Linked DNA regions of Rattus norvegicus: region 2 is linked to region 1. The links are chromatin contacts, called in public Hi-C maps. All regions are on one chromosome and are shown on one strand. Each heading gives the region's core, a stretch centred on a gene start, on an enhancer-like site or on the middle of the called end of the contact. The rest is flanking DNA. Distances are from core to core; before and after follow the strand shown.

Region 1 (4,658 bases), core at 1,241-3,740:
TCTGTCCCGCCCTGGGCTTCTGCCAGCTTGGCCCACTGTGGCCTCCCTTTGTTTAGCATCTCAGTTTCAGGCAGACTTATCCAGCCTAGCCTCCCAGCCTGCTTCATTCACCCTTTAGAAGTCTTGACAGGCAGCCAACCAAGCTGGCCAATCAGGCAAGGTTGGATACCTGTACGAGGGCCCTGGTGGCTGCTTCCTGTCTTGGTGGCTTCCCACACCTGAATACCCTGAGGCCCAGTTACATTGGGATAGAACTGCCCAGATATTTACCTCAACTGACTTGAATATACCATCTGGAGCTGTTGACTGGGGCTATTCCCATAGCCCCGATCCTTTCTCGGGCCTTTACTTCTTCCATGAGTAAACCCTCTGCTCTTTCCCAGGCTATTCAGTGCACAGCCTGTCCCCACTTAGGATCTCTGGCAGCAGGAACATAATGACCTGACTGGTTCTGAGGAAAAGCAAGGTGTTACACAGAGAGTACAGGCTGGGGCTCCAGTCCCTGATATAGCACTTTGCTTTGCCAGGCTATCACTAGGACTTACCTACTTCATGCCTCAGTTTCCTCTTCTGCACATGGGTATCTACCCAGCACACTGACACTAGTGAAGGGCAAGGAAGTTCTATGGGCTCGCCTAGTATAAGTGTTCTACAAAGAACAGCTGTTGACAGTGTTGTTCTATGTGAGTTACCATCCTAGGTGTTGAGCGGCACAGCATCCTATAGGAATGGTCAAAGAGGATAGGAGGCAGTACAGAAGCTTCGCTGCACCCTCTAGCTCCCTTGTGGTGCTCCCCACTCAGAGATCCATCAGAGAAAAAGAGGTAGAACTTCCATTCTTACCGTTTGAAAAACACAACAAATACTCGTATTATAATTTAGGACATTCAGACAAGCAAGAAGAAAACTTTTAAAAAGCTATTTTGCTATTATATGTAGTCATGGGCACACAAATACATCCATGTACTACCTACAGTAGAAGAGCAGTGATGTGTGTGTGTGTGTGTGTGTGTGCAATCATTTGTGTATTCATTGCCACTTCACACGTGTATATCACTCATTTAATAGTCTTATTCCATGTGATGTGGATCTCATATATGAAGTGTTTCATACGTTGTTTATAAAATGTAAGAAATGAGCTCCTGTGTTTGTTAGAGCCAGGTTTGCCACTTGACCTTAGGTGATCGTTTTTTCTTGTCTACACACATTGTTATGGGGAAAATGTGGCAGCCAATAGTCCTTCTTTATCCGTGAGAGTGATGCAGAAGGTGCTGTGATCTACATCCGCAAGATTTTCAGGGTGATTAGAGGCATAGTTGACATCCAGAATTTCCCTGTGAAGGTCTTTGAGGCTCCCAGAGGGAGAACAAGTATCTGAGTTCTGTGAGGACAGGGGACTCCGTTCCCTCACTGGACACTTAATGTAAGTGGGTGTCTATGAACATGGGACACTGTATTAGTTACTTTTCTATAATTGTGATAAAATACCATGACCGAGGCAACTCATGGAGGAAAAAATGTATTTGAGCTTATGGTTCTAGTGTGTTAGAGTCCATCTGTGGAGGCAGAGCTGAGGCAGAGGCAGGATGTGAAGGCTCACATTTCGATCTTCAAACACAAAGAGAAGGGACAGGGGGACTAGAAATGATTCAGGTCCTTTTGCTTGCAAAGCTTACTAATGACACACTTCCTCCAAAAGGTCAAACCTCTTAAATCTCCCCAAACTGTACTAGGAGACCAAGCATTCAAATGCCTTGAGTCATGGGGAAACATTTCCTATTCAAACCATCACAGATGTTATGAGCCCTTTCCGGTCTTGTTTCTTGCACAGTTCCTCATGTAATGCAACATAGTCCCTCACGAGTGCATGCTCAGTGATGGTTATCTTAGAATCCTTTGGCCCCAACCTGCCATCGAGTAAGTATGGTTCTTGTGAACTTGGGACTGTGGAAGTAGACTGCACTCTCCCTTTCGGCCCTCTTGAACTCATTTGTCCCCGTCAGAGGTTAAATTTCCTTGACCCATCACATTGGCAGTGATCTGTCTGCCACTGTTGGTTTAGGAGCTGCTTGAATGTCAGCTCCTACCTGGTACACCTGGAATCGGCACACTTCAGTTGTTCCAAGGCAGAGCCTGTGGCTGGGATAGCACCTGGAACACTTCTGAAGCCTAACACCTCCTCCTTGTGACTCTTCCTGGATTCAGTGGCAGGTGGCTGGTGGTTGGTGGCTGGCAGCTGGCATCTGGTGACTGGTGGTTGGCAGAGTATACAGGGTTGGTATACCTGCCAGCTGGGTCTTTGATCACCATGGGGCTGTCCACCCAGCCCAGCACATTATAGAATACAAAAGCTTCAAAAAGCCGCACAAATAACTACCAAGGAACTGCAGGAAGCTTGTCTGCTGTTTCCTGGCTACAAGTGCGGAGTGTGGGAGGATCCTTGGCATGGGTGACTGGTAGCAGTTGTGGACACAGCATTGACCTTGAAATTCAGCAGAATCTTTGGCCTTTTGGAAGCGTCTGCTGCGCACACTGTACACTGGCTTAAGGGCAAGTTACTCCGAGTAAGTTGGTATAGTTCAAATACCTCTGAAGTGTGTTTCTTTAAGAACAGCAGCAGTAATGACACACAGCAGGTAATATTTATTGAGCACGTGTTCTGATCTGGAGCTCTAGAGTCCTAATACCTGGACTTACCTTTGACTTTCCCCAATCCTGGGTTCATCTGTATTCTGTAAAGACCAAACAGTGGTCATTTTTGTGTCATGGTAGCTATGAACTGTGAATAAAAAGGTCTCCAAACACTGCCATGTCTCCCTGACAAGAGAAGATCCTGTGGCTTAATCCACTGATATCCAACACATCCAACAGTAGAATGCTCTTCTACTGCATCCCATTCCTTCCTTTGTGGAGGACTTTTCCTGATATACATGGATCTGCCAATGTAAGGTTTTCACATGGATTGCTAGAATGACCAAGTTCAGGTCAGTACTAGGTTTTTTAAAAAATACTCTATTAGGGCACAGCTGTGGCTTTTGAAGAAAAGAAGGTTCTGTTGCTCACATACTATTTGAAAAATTGAAAAATGACCTGCAGATGCCAATGAGGAAGTCTTCCAGATGAAGACTTTGTCACTGGAGTAAACATACTCTGTTATCTGACAGTATGTCTGGACTTGGCTCAAAATGCCCGTGGAAGTTCCTTTGAGCACCAGGCTGCAGTAGGAGTCCCAAGCCCATGTCCTTACTCAAGCATGAGCCATCTTGATGCTTAACTAGTCTTAGTTTTTATTTGCCACCTGCCTGGACATTCTCTGGTTATGAGGATGCTGCAGTGGGCAACAATACGACCAGTACCCTAATGGGACCTAGACCAACCGAGGGGAGGCTGAGGAAAGCGAAGTGCAGTTTCTGTTGCGATTATTGGCTAAGAAGGAAGATAACATCTTAACAAATACAAGTGTGGAGGTCTCAGAAGTAAAATCTCCAGGGCAGTAACTAAATCACCCTTCTGTTAGCCATGGATACCTCACTTGCACCTGTTCTGTATAGGAAGGATAATAATAGATTTCTTTTCCTCAATATCTTCTCTAAGGCATTAGAACAGAGCCTGCTGATCCTGATGCTTTGTGTGCAGTGCCCTCTGAGGAGGAGCAAGGGAATAGGTGGGTGTAGAGAGCCCTGCTTGCTGGGAGTTTTGCTGGGGTACCCCAAGCTCCTCTTCATGGTTGTGGCAATCTTTCTTCCCTTTGGCCTCTGTCAAATGCATTCCCTCTCTCTGTCTTTGCTCTGTGCAATTCTTCCGACCATCAGAGTATGAAATCTTGGCTGCAGAGTTCATAGCAGTTCTAGGTCACCTGCTCCAGTTCTTTTTACCTCCTTTCCTGGCCTGACCTGATCATCTTTCTCTCCGATCTTCCCTTCACTGGCCTCTCAACTCCTTTTCCCCTTTTTGATCTAGTTCAGAGAATACTCTGCATTGCCACCTGCCTTAGACATTCGCCAAATCCAAACATATCACCTGTCTCCCTCACCTGTACCTACTCCATTGCAGTACTCTATTCCCTCCATTGTCCTCATGTTAGTGCCTGCCATCCACCTTTGGACCAGGACTATAAGATATCTTGTGAGCAGTCCCTATCTTCCAGATAGGTAGGTTTTCGGAAATGGCCTGTCTGGGCGAGTTAAGATAGACAGTTAGGGAGGGGACACATAGTCTAAAAGAACAAAAAGAAAGCCGCTCAGGGAGCAGAAGGGGGCAGGGTAAGAAGTTTGGTTCTTCTCTTATTGAGACAGTGTTAAACAGGCTATTGTGTAGCAGATGGACAGGAATCTGCCAGTGTGAAGCATCTGGGCCACTCAGCAGGATGTTGGAAACACCAGGCTGTTGTAGATATGGAGAGAAGATACTGAGTGGTAGGAGAAGGCACTGGGAGATGCCTTGGGGTTCAGAATGAATACCCAGTGTGCAGTCTGCTGGTGGTTGGGATACGAAGTGTCGGGGAGTGAAGGATTAATCTCATGCATTTAGAGACCTGAGTGGCTACCTAGAATCAGAAAGAAGAGTGTGATTGTTTTGTGTGTGTGTGTGTGTGTGTGTGTGTGTGTGTGTGTGTGTGTGTTTCAAGTATGGGGTGGGATTCTTATGTCTGGAACTCT
Region 2 (4,658 bases), core at 1,189-3,688, 88 kb after region 1:
GGTATAGGGAAAACAGAGAGTAGTGAGGTAATCTGTGAACATCGCCAGTGTTGTAGCTAGCGATTTTATATTGATGTCAGCTTACATTCATTATGTTGTAAGCACGTACCTGACACCATGCCAAGCCTGACGTGGACATTGCCATTTGTTTCGCAACACTATGCAAGGCAACAGAGATCATGGTTATTCCCATTTTGCAGGTAGATAACTGAGATACAAGATTACTCTGAGCATTATTCTGTGATAAGCCATGGAGTCATGTCACCCCATACCCCAAAGCATCATGAAACAGGAGCTATGTGATTTTCATTGGTATAAGGCTAGCTGATGTGATATTTCTATTATGTAGGCTGCCTATGGAATACCAGAAGAATCATTTGTCCAGCGTCACCAGTGATGGGACTGATAGACTCACATGTGTTAGACCTTGGAAGCTTACTTAATTATTGTCCACTAATGGCACAAGTTTAGTCTTCTACCAGATGTATCTGATGACACATAGGAGTCTAGGGAGATATAGTGAGAATATTTGGAGCTTAGATCTCAGTCTTTATTGATGGAAAGAGTCTTGATTTTTCCTTTCATGCATGCTATGTGCAGGGACTTTTCCTGAATTATGTTAAGGTTTGGCCACTGCTCTAAGATACAGGGACCATTACCCTCACTCTACAGAGAAGCAAAATGAGTCCTAGGAAGGCTGGTCACCTGCAGACCTAAGCCTTTTAGTCATGAGGTGGATTTGAGTCTGTGTCATTCTAGACCCTCAGTGTGCGTTGTTCTACAAGACATCCTTTTGGGTTCTTAGGGCTGTGTACATCAATCCCATTTTGTATGCTAACAGAAAATAAAGTTAGAGCAAAAAAGGTGATGCTGTAGTGATGATGAAAACACCAGTTACATTAAGCATTTATTTATTTACTTATTTATTTATTGGTCAGGACCACTGACAGCATCTCATGCAGGGCTAGCCTCATGTAGAGGATATCTCCGTACTGATTTTCATAATTTTTTTTTGTTTTTTCACTTGATTTTCTTTAAGAATTTTGTCTTTGACATTTATGGTACCCCCTCTGTCCTCATGAAGACATACTGTTCTCCTGTGAGAAGAGTCAGCAGAGGACCAAAGAGCACAGCAGCTGACCCTAGGTGAGCAGGGCTGTGATTATTACCAAGCCCCTTGCTTAGCTTGCTAGCCTGGTATGGATGCTGTGAGAAGACAGGGATAGTAGTCTGTGCCAAGCATCTTTCTATGGGTTATTTTAGTTAATAATAATGAATGATAATAATAATAATAATAATAATAATAATAATAATAATAATAATAATAGTGTGGGCAGAGACTGGGACTTTGCCTCTCATCTCTCTAAGTTCTCCTTCCAGATTTCACATGAACTTCCCACGAGAGCAATTGGAAGACATAGTGGATGAAGAACCAGAGAAAATGCACCATCTATGAGACAGCTTGTTGGTTCACATTGCTACTGTGTATTCCTTCAGCTGAGAGAGCAATTCCTTCCAGAACTTTTCTTAATCTTCTGATGGGAAACTGGGATATCCAGACATGAGGAGTATTTTCAACACCCTCCAGTTGCATATATCCTGCTTCCTTCACTGCTTCTGATCCTTACATTTTCTCCTCTTTTCCCCCGTACTCTAGGACTTTTGTACTCAATCTTTGCTAACAACCCTTACCCCCAACTACTAGCTCTACACTGCAGCTTCCTGCTGATTCTTCGGTCCTTTGCCTTAGAGTTTTCTACCTGAAGAGGCCTTGATACACCTCCTGTTTGGAGATTACTCTATGGCTTTCCTCTTCTGTAGCGTCTTCACAGTACCTATTCTGATTTTTAATTCTATCTTAGTTTTTCTATTCATTGCCTGATTTCTCTCACTCAGGCTGTATATTCTACTCTGCAATGGCAATGATGTTTCTACAACCAGCCTTAGTTTGACCCTGTGTCAGGTTCTCAGAAAGTGAATATCAACATTAGATGGGAGAATTCTGGACTAAACAAAGACACTTGTAAGCACGAGGAAAGAATGTCCAGGAATGAAGAAATGATTATTATCTTTTTGGGACTTTGGAAATGAGGAATTATAAGGCAGGGTTTGGGAGACAAAGACAGCAAGGCCTCCAGGCACATCTCTGAAACCCTGTATGCTTTCTAGTTTGGCCATTTCTCCAGTCACAGGCTTCCATGTTGCTGCTGAGGCTGGAATGAATCTCTGGGGACCTTAACCTTGCTTGCAGGGTGCAGTTGCCATGGAGGCTGGAGCCCAGCTGGCGCTTTTCGGAGCTGGCAGGTGGATCAGCCTGCAGCATTTTTTCTTGCCTGGACCCTGGCAGCTCTCAAAGTTTCAAAGCTGGAACACGTTGACCAGAACACCATGACCTTTGGCACAATTTTCTCCTGTCCTCTCCTCTGCTCACAAAGCAGGGAGGAGGAGCCTGGCTTCTTTGCTCTGGCTCCTACTCCCTGCAGGACAGGTTTGTTTTAGATGCAGGGACTAGAGGAAAGGAAGAAAGAAGGGCACACAGGTGGCTGTGCTGTGAGCAGCAGGGGAGCCAGATGGCTTTCTACCCTACTTGGAACTTGAATATTTGGTAAAGTGTGTCAGCCCATTGTATTTTTTTCTCACTTCAATCTGACTCCGACTGTAGCCTGCTACAAGAGGCCCTCTCTGGACTCTGAGAAACTCAGAAGAGGGTTACCTTCTGCCTTGCACCGTGGTTATCCAGCCTTCATGGTGCCACCTCATTATGAATGAGCTGGATTGTGATTTAGTAGCAGTTAGTAAGGCCCTGCTGAGCCCTAGTTATTTCATCTTCAAATGGGGATAATAGAAAGTGTCTAGAACCTTTAAGGTTAGAGCTAGCATGCACAAGGTGTCTGGCATAAGCAGCAGGCATCAATAAATGAATGTTGATATCATTATTATAAACCTCATCTCATTTATCTTTATAGGTTGATAGAACTACTTTAAAATAATTTTTAAACTGGATTTACTTGTGTGTGCGTGTATGTATACATGTACAATAAATATGCCATGACAACAGTTGTGAAGACTAGAGTGCAACATGTAGAAGTTGGTTCTTTCCCTCTACCCTGTGAGTCCTGAGGATCAAACTCAGTTTGTCAAGTCTGGGGTCTAGTGACAATCTCCTTGGACATATTTTGTGGGTCTAATATTATTAATTCTTAGCTGGGGAATCTGAGTCTAGAAGGCCTCCAATACCCTATGGTCTCCATTTCCAAAGCTCAGAATAAAAAGAATAAAAACATTTCTACATTTCCAAGCTTTTTCTCTACATGTGCTTATAAGCTCCTTTCAGTTTATTTACTATTAAATTCTTCCTACTTGGTGTTTATTGCTCATCCTGTATGTATACCTGACACAGGGCCAAGTTATGATCTAGCTATGAAAACATCATTGAACTCGTCTTCATAGAGTGCATAGAGGCAGAGAAATAGTAATCATTAAATAAAGGAACTAAGTTAGAACTAAAAGTCAGAATGGGTACTGTGGGGGAATGGAACAGTGGTAGGAATCATGTCTATTTCACCCCATCTTGGACTCTTTATTTTTATCAGTCCCCCTTCTTTGCCTTGGCTTACTTCTCTAAGAAACAGTAGTCCAATATAGTTTATGCAGTTGGCTTCTGCAATAAGTTTGGAATTCTCTCAATGTTTATTAAATAACATAGAGTACGAAGCATTGCTAGCATCTGCAGAGGGTCTTATGAGGTGTTTTTATGTTAGACATCTGTTTTTGAATCCATACTCCTCCCTTTGTAGCTGAGGATGTCTGTGGCGTCATAGGAGGGGTTGTTCCCTGTGAGTTAAGGCCTTATTAGACGATGCCTTATTTGAGTGGTGGGTTAATTTCTGTGTGTTGTGCTTATGATACTGGCTTTAGTCTCCACTCTGCCATTTGTGAGCTCATTCTGTGTGTCTTTCTTTCTCTATAAAATGAGGATGATTACAACGGTATAATATAATGTGTAAAATCTGCTCATCACAGTGCCTAGCATATGGGAGAATTTGATCAATAATAGATGGTACTATTGAGTTGGAAATACCCATTTTTTGATGTTGACTTTCCTTCTTTTCAGTATGGAACCTGCATAAAATTGGACTTTCAGATATCACTAGAAAACACAAACAAAATCCCTTATCTCTTGGGAACTGGGCAGGGATACAATGTCTTAGGATAAACAGAAACAACAGGGCCCTACGGGTGGTTTTGGTTCAGGACCAAGGACAGTATCCAGCTTGCTCCCTTGCCCTACTATGCTTGTCAATGGAATCTGAGTAGGACAGCCTCAATGCCAATGTTTCTTTGTTGTGCATCAGCAACAAGTTCCTTTGCTCTCTGCACCCATCAACATCCTTCCTCCCAATGCTTTTCTTCCCCTCTTATGTTAAAGAATTCTTTCACAGTAAGAAGTATGGAAGATACGGAGATCCCCTTTGCCATTATCACTTGACTCTTGCAGACACTGACATCCTACAACTATTTCTGCACTTTGCTTTTCTTAAATAAAAGTTTGCAGAGCCCATGGGTCTGCAAAGCCCATGTCTATCACCTTTCTTCTCAGAGCTAATCATAGGTCTCCCTTCTCTCATCACTTCTAGTTCCCCTACATCAGTTCAAGT

Evidence for each region. Hi-C and Micro-C count contacts between places; a contact is called where the count stands out from the background.
Region 2: a contact with region 1 is called in a Hi-C map of liver, with 3 times the contacts expected there. The contact joins two enhancer-like sites. A contact is called at or near these places in 3 of 12 Hi-C or Micro-C datasets (kidney and liver).

The regions. Positions count from the first base shown.
Region 1 is chr7:95,728,916-95,733,573 of GRCr8, forward strand. The region is part of intron 3 of Pvt1 (Pvt1 oncogene); the gene reads left to right. Among named protein-coding and RNA genes, the nearest start is that of Pvt1, 190 kb to the left of the region's middle. Within about 2 kb of position 2,491, at least 5 of the 93 cell types and tissues checked have an H3K27ac peak or open chromatin away from gene starts, as enhancers often do. A contact at or near this core is called in liver, where this site is marked.
Region 2 is chr7:95,817,098-95,821,755 of GRCr8, forward strand. No RefSeq gene overlaps it. Among named protein-coding and RNA genes, the nearest start is that of Pvt1, 270 kb to the left of the region's middle. Within about 2 kb of position 2,439, at least 10 of the 93 cell types and tissues checked have an H3K27ac peak or open chromatin away from gene starts, as enhancers often do. A contact at or near this core is called in liver, where this site is marked.